2 separate regions of the Anser cygnoides genome follow, and region 1 is linked to region 2. A link is a contact called in public Hi-C data. All regions are on one chromosome and are shown on one strand. The core of a region is the stretch at or near the end of the contact, and the rest is flanking DNA. Distances in the headings are between cores, read along the strand shown.

Region 1 (6,992 bases), core at 1,637-4,136, 120 kb after region 2:
TACAGATGCTTTTTGTTTAATAGTCTGAAATATTCTGCAGAATAATCCTTTTTCTGCCTACTGCTACTGTTGTGCAGTTTTTCTCTTTTTTTCCCTTTCTTCTTCACATGCACAGGCTTCCCAGCTAGCAGCTCCTGCTGGTTCCATCCTGCCTTCTGTGCACTGCCCATCTGTTGTGGGCATTATTTCATCTAGGTCTAAGCAACCTGTTCGTGTTTTCTGTCCGTTGTAGCTGTAGCTCACTGCAAAGTCCTTGCTCACAGATGCATGGGGTTTGCTGTCACTTGTATGCTGCAGAAAGGAGAGCTACAACCTGTGGTTGTGTGTGAGAGGGAGAGAGATCAGTCAGACCTGGAGCTTTGTTGGAAGGAAGGAGTCAAGGAAAGGCTTCCATCTTGCTGTAAAGAGAGGATTTTTCCTGCAACATGGAGTAGAAACTGCCTGTTCCAAGGTCATACACCCTCTACTCCCTGCTGCATAGCTGAAAAGACAGACGCAACGCCCTGCAGTTTTCTGTCATTTATTAGAAACAGCCCCTGCAGAACATGCACATGCAAGTTACACAGCAGTGCCAGGGGCAGCACATTATCCCTCTTTCCTGTCTAAAGTGTTCAGTGGATCCCAGGTGGCTCTACACCTCCTCCCCACAGGTGCACGGGGAGAGCAGTCCTTAGTGCATGGGGCATGCCAGAGACATTCCCTGCCACCCCTCAGGGAGGCGCTCACCAAACGCCCCCAGCAAGCTTTGACATGAGCTCCCCTGGGGCCTGGTCATTGACATTGGTCAGTCGAAGTGTTGCCTGGACAAGAAAAAAACACTCAGCAATGAATGATTGACAGAGTCCAACATCGATCTGCCGGTGGGACTGGTGTCCTGGGGACGTTCAACATTGCTCCCGTGGAAGTCTGGCAGTGAAGACAGGAGACAATGCTGACCTGTACAAGACACTCGGTGTCAGTTTTTCTTCTTGTTTTGTGACAGTGCTTCTACCTCCAGGTACTGCAGCCCGATCAACATCCCCAGGATAGAGAAACCTGTGATGGAGATATGGTCTAAGTCATGTAGAAAGAGCTGGACGGATGAGATAGTCACCTGCACCGCCCCATGGACAGTTCTGGGGGAGCTGATAGCTCCACGGAGTCTGGGGGGCAGGAAGGAAGTACGCAGAGCTCTACTCACTCGCCACCATGAGGGGTGCCATAATTCCCATTGTCAAGGCTGCGGTGTGGTAAATGAAGACCTCCGAGAGGAAGTGAGCAAGGGCCATAAAGAAGGTGAAGAGTGTGATGTAATAGAGGCTGTTGGAAAGCAGAAGGAAACAGGTTATCACACACCCCATAGCATGAGCATGGCTGAGAGGAAAAGCAGTAAATCTGCATGCTGCCCAGTCCGTCCTCGCTGTGGGAGCACAGAGGGCACTTGGTCCCCAGCCTAGTGAGGTACAAAAGCTCCACAGGCAACAGCTGGGAGGAGAACAGGGCAGCATCTTTGCTGGTGCGTTGAAAGCCACTGTCACTGTCTGGCCTGAAGGTATGCAAAAGGGAGAGAGCAAAGGTAGGGAACTGGTGAAGTGAGAAGCAAGTGTGCATGCAAAAAGAGGTGAGAACTGGATGTGCTGAGGAACAGGGCAAGAGGACATGGCTGACTACAGGCTGCATTGCCCAGGAAGACATCTTCCCACCTGCGCTCTGCTACCCTCTAGGGGCCACAGCTGTAGAAAGGGAGCAGGTCCATGAGCTGCAAGATACAAAATCCTTCTGAGAAACAAGGGGCTTTATTGCAATTGCCATTGCCACGACCCCCTGAGCCACAGATTAATACAGGTAGTCGGAGTCCCTGCGCCTCCCCACCACAGACAAGCCTGGGCAGTCACCGGGGCTGCAGGAGGCAGTGACAGAGCAGTGAGTTCCACCAGCCTCCAGCACAGGCTCTGCCTAGCACAGACCCGAGTCACTGCAGGAAAATCCCGCTCAGAAAGACTTCTGCCACCACAGGGGAGAGACAGTCTGCCTCCTGCCACACCTGCCACAGCTACACACTGTGCCTCAAGCCTTGTCATCAGCCCCAGGTAAAAGCATATGACAGAAGGCGGAGTGTGAGGACCACAGCAAGGGCTCCCTCAGCCTGCCACAGCCGTTATCTGAGCTGTCATAGGAAAAGAAGTACCAGGTATCAGTGGGATCAGCGTCAGCAGTTAGCTTAACATCCACAGAGCAGCAACGACACCTGCAGATGCTTCCCAAGCTGGAGCTCAGAAATGCGTGACACAAAATCCCCTCGGACCTCCCGGTAACACAACACAAAGGAGCACGCTCTCCCCGCGCAGGCAGGAGGCAGAACCAGCTAATGCAGAAGCGCTGTGCTGCTCCCAAAGCCCTTTCAGACGGACGCTCCCAGTCCCTCAGAAGCAGCTTTTGCCACCCCCCCCCCCCATGCCGCTCCCCAGGCCCCGTAGCAGGCAGGCGCCCTGCCTCCCTCACGTACGTCTGGTTGCGGATGTCCAGGGCGCAGAGGCAGCGGACCACGGAGGACAGTAGGGTCCAGATGCCAAACGTCCGGGCCTGGAGCCCGTTCACTGCGCAAGAAACGGGGGGGAGAGAACCGAGGTCGGCGGGGGGCGCTCCCCAGGGGAGCCCCTCCGGGGCCGGCAGCGGCGGGGAGCCGCGGCCCTGCCAGGCCCCGCGATGCGCGCAGCCCTTACCGAGGCCGGGGCTGGCGGTGTAGAGCTTCTCGGAGACGAAGCTGTAGTCGCGGAAGCACTGCAGGGTGTTCCCGGCGGCGATGACGGACACCATGAGCAGCCAGCTGCGCAGCACACACAAGAAACGGCTCATCCTGCCGCCAAGCCGGTCGGCGGCACACTGAGCGCCCGCCCCCGGCGGGGCCCGGCCTTACCGCGCTCCCGCGCTCCCATTGGCCGCCGGCCGCGCGCCACGCGGCGCGAGAGCGGCAGCCGCCAATCAACTCCTTCTCTCGCCGCGCTCGGTCCCGCCCCCTTCCCTCAGCCAGAGGAGGCCGGCTGCCGCGCCTGCGCAGTGCGGGCGGCGGGCTGCGGCTGCGCGGTGAGGCGGGGCGGGGCCGGGCGCGGCGGTTGTTGTAGTAACGGGGAAGCGCCGCGCGAGCGGGGCCGGCTGAGGCGGCCGGGCTGGGGCCCCCCGCGGCCGTTTGGCGGCCACTGACGGCCACTAACGGCCCCCGCGCGTGCCGGGAGCTCCGCGAGAGCCGCCTGAGGCCATGCCGGGCGCCGCGGCGCGGGACGCGGAGCAGAGCGGCTCGTCCGCTGCCGAGGAGGAGGAAGAGGAAGGCGAGGAGGGGGTCGCGGACGGGCTGAGGTGAGCGGGGCCGCGGGGTTCGGCGGGGCCGGGGGGGGGCCGCTCCGCGCGGGCTCCAGAACTGCTTCTGTCTGGGGTCTTGTTCTGCGGTGTTTGCAGGCTGGGAGCTTTCTTGGGGGCACGTGAGAAAATGAGGGAAATTCGCGGCTTTTTTTTTTTTTGTCGCTGTTGCTGTTTAGCTTTAGTTTTTAACTTCCTGCAGGGAAGGAGGGCCTGCTCTACAGTGGCCTGCTGTGCACTGTTTTATATCCTTTCTTAAAACTGGCTTATGACAGCTCTCATATTTCTCCTCAGCTTCTGAACTCCCTTCTAGTTACTAGCCTGTTCCATCCTTGCTTGGTAGCTTCTTTTATTTTTGCTCCCTTCCTCTTCCCCAGACTGGAATCCCTATTTTGTATTTCAGCTGCACCTACTTTAACGCATCCTCTTTGTTTTCTTATCACTGTGTGTTTCTTCTGAGTGCCCAGCTGCAAGCAGCAGGGATTTAGGGCTCTAGGGAAACATCACTTCACACGAAGTAGCTGCTTCAGGCTTGCCAGACCCTTATGGACCACCAGGTGAAGAGCTGCCTGTGACTACAATGTCTTTCTAACAGCCTGCCTGTGTTAAGTGGCCAAGTGTCACGCTAGGAATGAAGGACCGTCACCTGGAGGATTGTCTGAGCCCTGGTAGCCTTACTGCAAATCCTCGGGGCAGGCTTAACGTAACCTCCCCTTCTGTTGCCTCAGCTCATTTCCCACTTATATAAGGCTCTGGCTCTGGTCGTGTAAGTTCTGGAATCCTCTTGGGTCCCTTCCATCTGAACAGCTCATTACACCCCACCAGTTGGTTTCTGAAAGCAGCAGAAGCAGATGGCAGTGCTGTGGAATTGACTTGTCAGGGGTAACTTGGTTAAGAGGACCAAGGTTACGCTAAAAAGGACTTTCCTTGTGCGAAGTGTAGGAAGTGTTTTGTCTTCTGTAGTGTCTCCAAACTTTTCGCAGGCAATGATCTTGCATGTTAAATGCTTCTCTCTGTCAAATGCTTCTTTCTGCTTCTTGCTTTATGCCACTCTTCCATTTTTTTTTGTGTAGAAAGATACAGATATGTCTCTCCAACTCCTTGGTTTCTGTTTTCTGTTAACTTTTTCATAGTTTTGTTGCCTTGAGCAAGGAGTAATAAGTAGTCTGAGTCTTATTTGCTTCAGCAAGTTGACAGGTTTGCTTTCTGTCATGTTAGGATTTTGTATCATAAATTTTATTTGTGTGTGCGTGTCCTTAATTCCTCTACCTGAGCAGCTGGTAGTTCCCAATGTAGGGCTGTTGTTTTAGGCAGGACAAATCTTGGAACCTGGAGGAGCTTTGAGTGGCTTCCTGGGGGCATCGCTGTTGAATTCTGGGCTCACGTTCCACTGCGCCTGGCAGAAATTAGAAAGGAAGAACACACAAATTCGTTGTTTTGAGCCAAATCTTCTCTAGTCTGTCAAATTTTGTAGGAGTGCCCTTTTGCTCACTTTAGAGCCCAGGATTACAACCAGGCAGTATACACAGATTTTCATCTCTTGTCTTAAATTAGAGACTGAAACCAGTGTTGTAAGGTCTGGTTGTGTGGCTATCAGTAGTTACAGCCTACTCTGAGCTATGGATCTTGTTCTCGGATGCGCTATAAATCCAGAGAAATGTAGCTGAAAATTCAAGGGTTTTCTCCCAAATTATACTCAATAAAATCAATACAAATTAAGCGAAGCTCCTACTTAAAATGATAAGGCTGACCCACAAAGAGGATCATTTGGAAGGTTCCCTTTTTAGCTGAGAACCAGGGTACCTCGCGTGTGTCCGTGTGTCCTGCCCATGGGCTAGGTGAGCAAGCATGGGCAAGCACAGGGAACTGCTGCGTCCTCCCAGTCAGTAACTGCTGTGTGTGTGAGGCTCAGCAGCTGCTAATGCTAACTGTCTTGCTATTTTAGGGATCACCCGTGCATCAGGTGGACTGGTGGCGGCTGCAGGCGGATCCCTATCTTCGTCTTTCATGCTGATGCCATTCTGACCAACGACAGCTATCTCCGCCTAATAGGAGGTGGGTGCAGCAAGGCGACAGCTTCTGGCCTGAAGGTGTGAAGCAGAAGTCTCACAGTGAGATGTTCCCTTCTCTTTGTGGGGAAGAGGAATTGATAGGAAGGAAACTACAGTCTTGTCTCTGAGCTCTGAGACATTCAGAAACACTTGGTCAATCGGTGAATGTTTATCACGTTTAGTTTGTGACAAGTGCCTATCTTTGGCCCTCTCATGGGTCCTGGAATGCTTTGATTTGGAACAAATCAGATTTGGAGGCTGTGCTAGAACTTATGACCAGAAGATAAATGCACTAATTTGTAGCTGAGAACTTAAAATCAATCCTTCCAGTTTGAGTCTTGGGAGGGTTTCATCACGAAACAGAGGCGCCAGCCCTACAGTGGTATTAATAGTAGTAAGCTTTAAAAACAAGTCTCTGTTTCTGCAGCCTCACAACTGTGAGTAAGGCTGTAAGCAAAATGATTGCTTTTATAAGAGCACTGCAGTCAGACTAAACCTGTCTAGTGTCAAACAAGGGAGAGCTTCTAAATAAGGCAAAGTTACAAAGAGTCACTCCAGATTGCGAGAGTTAGTGCTTGTGGGTGTGTATGGCTGGGAACTCTTTCTGGATGTGCTGAGCTGGGGAAAAACTAAAATCCACTCAGCTTTTTCTTGTGTAGATGCTGACACCTCTTTCTTCTCTTGCTTCTCCCTTTCTTAGATAATTGGTGCACTCATTTCTAATGTCCTAGCCAAGCAGAAATGCTCCTGGCTCCTTTGGGTAAGGGGTGGAGAAGGTGATTTGTGTGTAAAAACTCCTGATCCTTTTGATGTGAGTTACAAACGTACTTGAATGGTGGCAGAAGCTGATGCTGACTGTAACTTGTGTCCTAATTGGAGTGTGGTGTTTCTTATGCTTTTTCTCAGGCAGTAGAGGATTTTTTGTTATTTAACAAGTCTACTACTGTACAGTGCAACTTCTTAAATATCCTTTAGACCTTTGTCTAGTCCCAGATGATGATGCTTCTTAGTCTTTTCTTTAGACTTATTTTTACTGGTATAACATATTTTCTGAGACCTAATCATGACTTTTTACTCAGGAAATATTTTTTTTTTCATTTAATACTTGTCCTATTTACTTTATTTTTCAACTGTTTTTGCAGATATTTATTGGAAGATCAGTACAGTTGAATGAGACATGAACAAAAATTCATAGACCTTGAAAGACCAAAATAAAACACTAAAAGTGGTCACATACGTTAACTGTGTCAATGAGGGGTATATGGCATGATTGCTTTTAGCTAGGAATACTCATCTTGAATTGAGAAGAAGGAGCTGAAATCATTATTTGGAGTGTTATAAAGCAGGCTATGAAGAGCTGTTTAAAAAAATAATATATAAATACATATATCAGGACATCCTAACAAATGAACAGGTTTTTATTTTGATAGGACAGCGTTCAGCGATGTAGAAATGTTATACCTGATGACAGATGTAATTTGCTTCAATGCCATCATGGGATTTAATGCCTCAAGATGTAGGCAAATGGTGACAGAAAGTACCTGTCTGTTATGTGCTGCTACTGTGGATTAAGTGCAGCTCTTCTGTGCCGAGTCCTATGGTGCTCTT
Region 2 (7,246 bases), core at 2,096-4,595:
CCGTCGCTTCCCCCGGGCCACGCGCTCCCCCGGGCAGGGTCTCGCCCCTGGGAAACCACCAGGCGCAACAGGGGAGGGCAGGGGCGTGCATGCAGGAGCATGCATGTGCGCACGTCACTGAGGAGGAAGAAGGGATGTGAGCGCTGGAGGCGTGAGCACCCGGCGCAGGCTGGCAGGCAGGGACTGCCGCGCCGGTAGGAAGTTAAACTGTTTCGCAACAGTCACGATAGCAGCGGGTGGCTCACTCCGGAGGGATCCTGCTTGCCGGGGAGGGAGAGATAAAGCAGTGCAGGGAGAATGAGTGTACCCCAGCCCGCGGGACGGGGATGGGGCTGGAAGATGATGCGGGTGGATTCAGCCTGAGAGCAGCGGGCAGAGGGCTTGGTGGCTCCGTAACGCCCGCGGTGCTGGCCGGGCAGCGCGTGCCCCGGGTGAGGCTGCTGTGGGTACAGCTCACCGCGCACGCCGGGCACGCCGGGCAGGGCGGCAGAGGCCACCAAACTGCCAGGACCCACAGTGGGCAGCCGAGAGGCACTAAGAAGAAACTAAAATGCTTCTGGGAGTGAAAACATGACACATTTGGGATAAATCGTGATGGGAAAGCAGGCAGTCATCCTCGCTCTCAGCTCTGCCTGAAAGTGCAAACGAGTGCAGGTATTACGGCGGAAGGGCAGGTGAAAGCACCGCCATGCCTCCTGCTAGCTCACATCCAGCACTCATTAAATCGGCCGTAGCGAGGCAGTTCAGTAAGGGATTGAATCAGGCTCGGCCTCACAAAGGCTCTGCAGGTAACTGCAGCCCTATTAACGCGGGGTCCCTCTGTGGCCATGGTTACATTTTTTCGGTGCCAGGGCTGTCTGAAGCGGTCTGAGCGATCCCAGCTCCTCAGCGCTCACCCACATCCTCCCCATTGCGCCGGCACAACGTAGCCGCTTGGCGAACCGGATCTGGGAGCTGATCTGGCAGAAAAATAATCACTTTCTGCTCGTGCAGGGCCGCCCTCCTGCCAGAGCCACTGACCACCGCCGCGTACCGGCCCTCCCAGCCTGCAGCTCCACGGCGGCCCGAGCCCGGCCGCTGCAGGCTCGCTCTTCCCGGCCCTCTTGGCACGGCACCCGGCCTGCTTCTTGACTTTGCTCTCAGCTGTCTCACCTTGCTAAACTGGCAGGGCACTGACTGACAGCAGCAAAGGGTTTTCTGCTGAGGCAGCGTGAGAGAGCAGCTCTGCGCGGGGGCACGGCGAGGAGGGCAGGGGGCTCCCTGGCAGGGAGGGGGCCCTGGCGGCCCACGGCAAGACTGAGCGGCAGCCACCCTAGCTGGCGTGCAGCCTGGCCAAAAAAAAAAAAAAAAAAGGCCTCGGATTTCCCAGGCCAGTGCACGAGAAGGAGCGGAAACGCGCAGCTCGGGCAGGAGGGCAGCAGGGTGATGCCTGGCCACGCTGCCGCCGGTGCTGCTGAATCAGAGGCGCCCGCGGTGGCTGGGCTGCTGCGGGGCGCCCCTTCGCCCCTCCCGAGCCTCCCGGCCCACGTCACGGCTCAGCCGGCCCGCACGCCGCGGGGCAGGGCGGGTTTGGGAACCAGCGGCGGGGCAGGGCTGGGCTTGAAGCGGTGCCGCACGGTGAACTCCGTCCTTTGCCCCACTGCTCCTTCCCCGGGTGAGGCCCTGCGGTCAGCGGGGTGCGACACAGCCGCCGCTGCGGGCTCACCGGCTGCCGGCGGAGAGCAGGGCAGGCTGCTGGATGGAGACGAGGTGGGAGGCAATGAGCAGGGGACACCGGGCTGCCGGGCCTCACCTCCCTGCTGAGCATCCGTGCCAGCAGCCCTGTTGCCTGGGATCACCGGTCCCAACCCTTGCAGGATTAGCCTCAAGCGACCAGCAAGGAGGAGGGGAGCGACTGTGAAGTCCCAGCAGGTGGCCGTGGACACGCTCTGCATTGTGTTTGGCCAAACCCCGGCACAGATCCTGCCTTTGCCCCCCTCCTTCGCTTTCCCACGCGTCCGGCTGTCCCCAAGTGCCGGTGACGGGTGCCGTGACCACGCAGCGCGCCTTTTCTCATCGGCAGTGATTGCCTTCCTGAAGGCAGGCACCACGGGCTTGCCCCTGAGAAGTAAACACTAATTTCAGCCCCACCCTTTCCTGCCCCAGGCGGCGAGGCGAGGGTATCCTAAACGTACGCCGCGTTCGCAGACGAGGGGTGTGGGACAGGAACCAGCCCTCGTAAAACAGCCGGGATTGAACCCGCTGCCCTCCGCCTGCCAAATCAAACAGCGCTGATGCACAGCAAACAGCGGTGACAGCAGCCTGGCTGCCGGCGAGGGCTGGGCCAGCGGCTGGCTACCAGTTTGCTGGCCTCAGCAGATAAGGGGTAGGAGCAGGCGCTGGGAGTCGTCACCCCCCCGGGGGTGCCCGATGCCGCGGACGGGGCTCGGGCAGCCATGTGGCTCCCTCCTCCCGTGTCTGTCGGTGGCGCTTGTGCAACCGCCGCAGCAGCACGCGGCTTTGGGGGAGCCCCCGGCCGCCCGGCGTCCCCCACCCGCCTGGCCCAGCTGCGCGGGGGAATGCCCGTGGGCGGCCGGCCGCGGGCGGGCGTTCCACCTGCACGGCTTCGGCTGCTGCGTGTGGCACGGGAGGAGGCCGCCGTCGAGGGCAGGGCCGGGCAGGGCACCCCGGTGCGCCGGGAGGCAGGGAGGAGGCGGGGGGTGGTGGTGGCGGTGGTGCCAGCGGGGCTGCCCGCGGCGCGCAGGGAGCTGCACGGGGCGTCTGGGCGCCTCGCCGCCGGTGGCGGGACAACACCGGCCGACACCGTGCTCCGGGACGGGGCGAGGCCTGCTGGCGGCGGGGGAGGGCCGGGCTGTGTGGGGTGCGCAGGGACGGGAGGGCCGCCCGTGGGGGGCCATGAAACGTTCGGGGTTCACGTGTGGGGTCTGTCCCTGCTGCGTGGTGGCCGTGCTTGTGAGGTGACACTGGATACAGCGGGCTGGGGACGGGCGCTCCGCGCCCACCGCAGCGCTGCCAGCAGCCCACCGGGCCGGGGCGGGCCCCCAACGCCCCCCTGTGCCTTTTCCAGCGGGACTCCCCCCCCCCCCCCCCGCCCGCCCCCCCCCCGGGGGCACGGCCCCGGCCCTCAGGCCCCCGCCCGCGGCCTCCGGCCCGGCCCGGCCTCCTCCCAAACAACCCAACCCGTTGCCACGGCGACCTCGCCCCGCCCCTCCCGCCGTTGCCACGGCGACCGCGCCCCGCCCCTCCCGCCGCGGCTGACGCCGCCGCCTGCGTCGCCCGCGAGAGCTCCGGCGGTGGTAGAAGGAGGGAGGGAGGGAGGGGGAGGGCGATGACGTCGCCGCCCCGTTGCTACGGAAACCACGCAGCGACGTCACCCGCGTTGTGTGTTTTCAACGTCCCGCCGTCTCCGAGGCAACGTCAGGCGGTCGGCGCGGCCCCAGCAACAGCGCGGGGATTGGCTGGGAGGGGCGGGGAGGGGCGGGGCTTGGCGGCGGGAGGCCCCGCCCACTGCCCGCGGCGGGCTGGGCCCGGGCTGAGGGGGGAGCCCCGCGGGGGGCCCGGGGCCGGGGGCTGGGGCTCGGCTCCCCCCGGGCCGCCCCCGGGGCAGGGGGGCTCAGCCCCGCGCAGGCCCCGCGTGCCGCCGGGTTCCGCGCCCCAGCACACCCCGCCGTGGGGTTGGGGTGGGCTGACGCTGGCATTACCCGGGCTTGGCCCCCGGGAAGAGCAGCGTGCGCGGCACCGCCGCCTCCCCGCGACGCCCGTGTGTGAAGCGCGAAGCCCGGGGTCGCCCTGGGCGCTGCGGGGTGTCACCGGACGCTCCCTGCGGGGGTCCGCAGAGGGCAGCGCGGCCGTGCCCGCCTCGCTTGGATCCTGCCTGCTGGGCAGAAAACAGCCGCGCCGCCCGCGGGCCGCTGGCTCTGGACGTGCCGCCCCGGCCCCACGTGTTTCCCTCTCCCCTCGAGGCCGGTCGGTGCCCTGGGACGGTATCAGCGGGACGCGCCCGGCGCGGCCCAGACGGCGCGGAGATAAGAGGCACCCGGCGGGACGGCGCGGGCGGCACGAGGACTTCGCGCCCGGCTCGTCCCCGGCTGTGAACGCCCTTCCCGGGGGCACGGCCGCCAGAGGCTGGGGCCCAAGGTCGGGAGCACGGCGACGGGCGCCGCGGAGCCAGCACGCGTGGCGAGGCGCAGCCGTGGTGCTGGGGCGGTTTTACCCAGCGTGGAGTGGCCTAAAGCACCGGGCAGGGCGAGGGGAGCGGGTGGGAGGGCGAAATTCGTGGCTGGCGGCGCGCGGCTGCGCGACCACGAGGTGCCGGGATGTCTCTGCTGGCAGCGTTTGTGCTTTAGGACAGCCCCGTCACACGCCCGGCTGCTGTGATCGTTAATTACTATTTATGCTTCGCTGTGGGGATGCGCTGTGCTTTACGGACCAGAAAAGGTGGGAACCCTGCCCTGCTGGGAGCTCCCAGGCCGGCGGCAAGCCGTGGCATGCAAGGAGGAGGGCTCAGCCCCCAGCCCCGCGATGCGATAAGGGCCCCAAAACTGCTTTATCGCCCCCCTTCCCTGCTTTTCCATCCTGATTGCTCTGCCCAGCTCTGCAGGGGCCAGGTGGATGGCGAGGATGCCCCACGCTGTGCTGGGAGCACGCGAGACACGGGCAGCCGTGCGTGTGTGTGCATCCGTGGGCATGCGCTGGTGCCCCCAGCAGCAGCGTGCCCCTGTGCCAGCCCCACCGCCGGGTCCCCACCCCACCCCCGGCAGCCCCACGTTCGCAGGAGGCAGGCGCCCGGTGCGTGCACGGAAAGCGAAACGCGGCGGGTGGGCCGGAGCCGTCACGCCGCGCTGCTGGCATGAACTTTCCCCTGGTGAGCAGCCAAATTTAGGCACAGCCGGCTCCTGCCCCAGAAGCTGGTTTTGGCTGTGCGGGTTGCACCGTCCCACACGCCTCGGGCGCTTCTCTGCTGTGGCTTTCTAAGCCCAGGCTCAGTTTACCGGCTCGGCTCGGCTCGGGGTGTGAAAGTAGGTGGGGGCACTCGCTGTCAACCTGGGAGCAGCTTTCCAGGGGGTGAGCGGGGGGCCGGGCAGCTGGGGGGCTCCCCAGGGCAAGATCCCCGTTAGGCACGTGCCCTCCTTGCCCTGCCAGCACTGCTGTGGCGCCCGGGCAGAGCTGTGGCCATGCCACGGCGTGGCAGCGAGGACAACCCCGTCCCCCAGGCAGGAGGGCTCGTGCCCTGCCCGTGTTCGGTCCCCGCTCGCTTCCTCCCCTTCTCACACCCGCTGCGGTAGCGCCGCGCGCCCCGCGTTCGGAGCAAACAACAAGCCCACGTCATGTGTTTTTGGTTTCTCTGTTTCCTTGCCTCCGCCGGCACGTGCTCGAAGCGTGCAGCGCCCGGGCGCTTTCCGTTTGGTGCAAACAGAGCGCCCTCGGTCACCGGCCGGGATGGCAACGGCAGTTTGCATGGACACGGCCAAAATATTTGGGGCCGGCCGCGAAGCGGGGCCCCCCATTTTGCTTTCCAGAAGCTTCCCTTGGGGGTACAGTTGGGCCGGAGGAGCGCTTTGCGGGCAGGCAGAGGGCTGAGCAGGGAGTTTTAGCAGCGTGCTTGGAAGACGTGTGGGATTTCAGTGCGCTGGGGGCCCTCACCGTGCCGGGCACCGGTTTGCCAACCTGAGCTGGCCCCCGGGGACTATGGGGGTGCACGGCCTGCTGCGGCTTTGGGAGCCGGCCGGGGCGAGCGCTGGCCGGGGCGAGGAGCCCCGGGGGTCCGGGGGGTCTGATGCTAGCCCTGGAGGGCGGGCGGCCGCCGGGCGGGCGAGAGGCCGCGGGTCCCCCCGCGGGTCCCTGCCCGGGGACGGCGGGGCCGCTCGCTGCGGCAGCCCTCGGCCGTCCCCCGCGCCGCGCCGGGCGGCTCAAAACCAGCGGCTGGCCCGGTCCCGCCGCCCCCGCGGCCCAGATCTCGAAGAACGGCAGCCGCTCGCCCGGCGGCGGCGGCACCAGGCGCTGCATTTAGCCCGTGAGCTCAGGCAGCGGCGGAGGCTGCCAGCGGGATCCCGGCCCGGCTGGGTGACGCTCCCGCCTGGAGACCGCGCCGCGGGCTCTGTTTTGTTGCCGTAAACACGGCCGGGCGCTGCTGCGGCTCCCCTGTTACTATCTATAGCCGCGATCTCTTGGCTCCCGCGCCAGGCGAGGCCGCGGGCAGGCTCTCCCGGCTCCGCCTGACCCGAGCCGGGGCCGCCCCACAGCCCCGCCGCGGGTGGGCGGCCCGGGGCCCCGCCGCGGCCGGCACCAAAACAAACCCGGCGCTGGGGCGGAGGGCGAGCCTCGCCCCGCGCCGCCCGGGGGGTCCTGCCCCTGCCCCTGCCCCTGCCCCTGCCCCGCGGGGCGAGCGCCCGGAGCCCGGCACGGGACAGAGCCCCCCCGGCAGCCCCGGGGGCAGCCGCAGACCGCCGGGGGCAGCCCCGGGGGGGGGTGCGTGGGGTGCCCCCGCGGCACCCGTGGGCGCAGGGGGAGGCCCCGTCCCGCGCCCCCCGTCCCGCCCCGCCCCTCCCCTCCCCTCCCCGCCCGTCCCGCCCCGTCCCGTCCCGTCCCGTCCCGCCGCACTTGGCTGCAGCCCTGGAGCGCTTCCCGTCAGTCCCGCCCCCCCGCACAGGATGTATCCCATATAAGGATATCTGCGTCAGTGGGTTCCCGAGCCCGCCCGTACCATTCCCACCGCGGGGGGGGGCGGGGGGGGCGGGGGGGGAAGCCGCACGGCTCCCCGCGCCCCGCTGCCCCCCGCAGCCCCCTCTCGCGGTGCGGTCTCATCCCGCGCTCACCGCGGCGCGGCGGGGGGGGGGAGCGGGGCGGGCCGCGGGGGGGGGGGGGCAAGGCGGTGCGGGAGGCCCCCCCCCGCGGGCGGGAGTGGCGCGCGCCGCGTGACGTGTGCGGCGTTCACGCGGCGGGAGGGTATAAAAGGGAGGCGCGGCGCGGTACCCCGGCACCAGAGGCGGCCCCGGCGGAGGAGCGGCAGACGCGCGGCGCGCACCGGACAGGCGGACGCAGCCGGCCCTCTCCTCCCCTCCCCGCTCCTCGCCTGCTCCTCGCTCCCAGCTCCGCAGCGCACCGCAGGCGCCGAGCGCAGCCCGCCGACATGATGTACCAGGGCTTCACCGGCGAGTACGAGGCGCCCTCCTCCCGCTGCAGCTCCGCTTCCCCGGCCGGGGACAGCCTCACCTACTACCCGTCCCCGGCGGACTCCTTCTCCAGC

What was found. Hi-C and Micro-C count contacts between places; a contact is called where the count stands out from the background.
Region 1: a contact with region 2 is called in a Hi-C map of liver, with 4 times the contacts expected there. The contact joins the promoter of ERG28 here to the enhancer-like site in region 2. A contact is called at or near these places in 2 of 7 Hi-C or Micro-C datasets (both in liver).

Annotation. Positions count from the first base shown.
Region 1 is chr5:42,775,169-42,782,160 of Taihu_goose_T2T_genome, forward strand. It overlaps ERG28 (ergosterol biosynthesis 28 homolog), which reads right to left and starts at 2,887. Exons shown (of 4, transcript XM_048059951.2): 1 at 2,703-2,887; 2 at 2,486-2,576; 3 at 937-1,035; 4 at 505-800. The coding sequence starts at 2,835. The coding sequence ends at 785. It overlaps TTLL5 (tubulin tyrosine ligase like 5), which reads left to right and starts at 3,089. Exons shown (of 32, transcript XM_048059942.2): 1 at 3,089-3,333; 2 at 5,279-5,388. The coding sequence starts at 3,236. It overlaps FLVCR2 (FLVCR choline and putative heme transporter 2), which reads left to right. Exons shown (of 13, transcript XR_010831879.1): 13 at 1-2.
Region 2 is chr5:42,651,321-42,658,566 of Taihu_goose_T2T_genome, forward strand. It overlaps FOS (Fos proto-oncogene, AP-1 transcription factor subunit), which reads left to right and starts at 6,963. Exons shown (of 4, transcript XM_066998124.1): 1 at 6,963-7,246. The coding sequence starts at 7,130. Within about 2 kb of position 3,346, at least 3 of the 3 cell types and tissues checked have open chromatin away from gene starts, as enhancers often do. A contact at or near this core is called in liver, where this site is marked.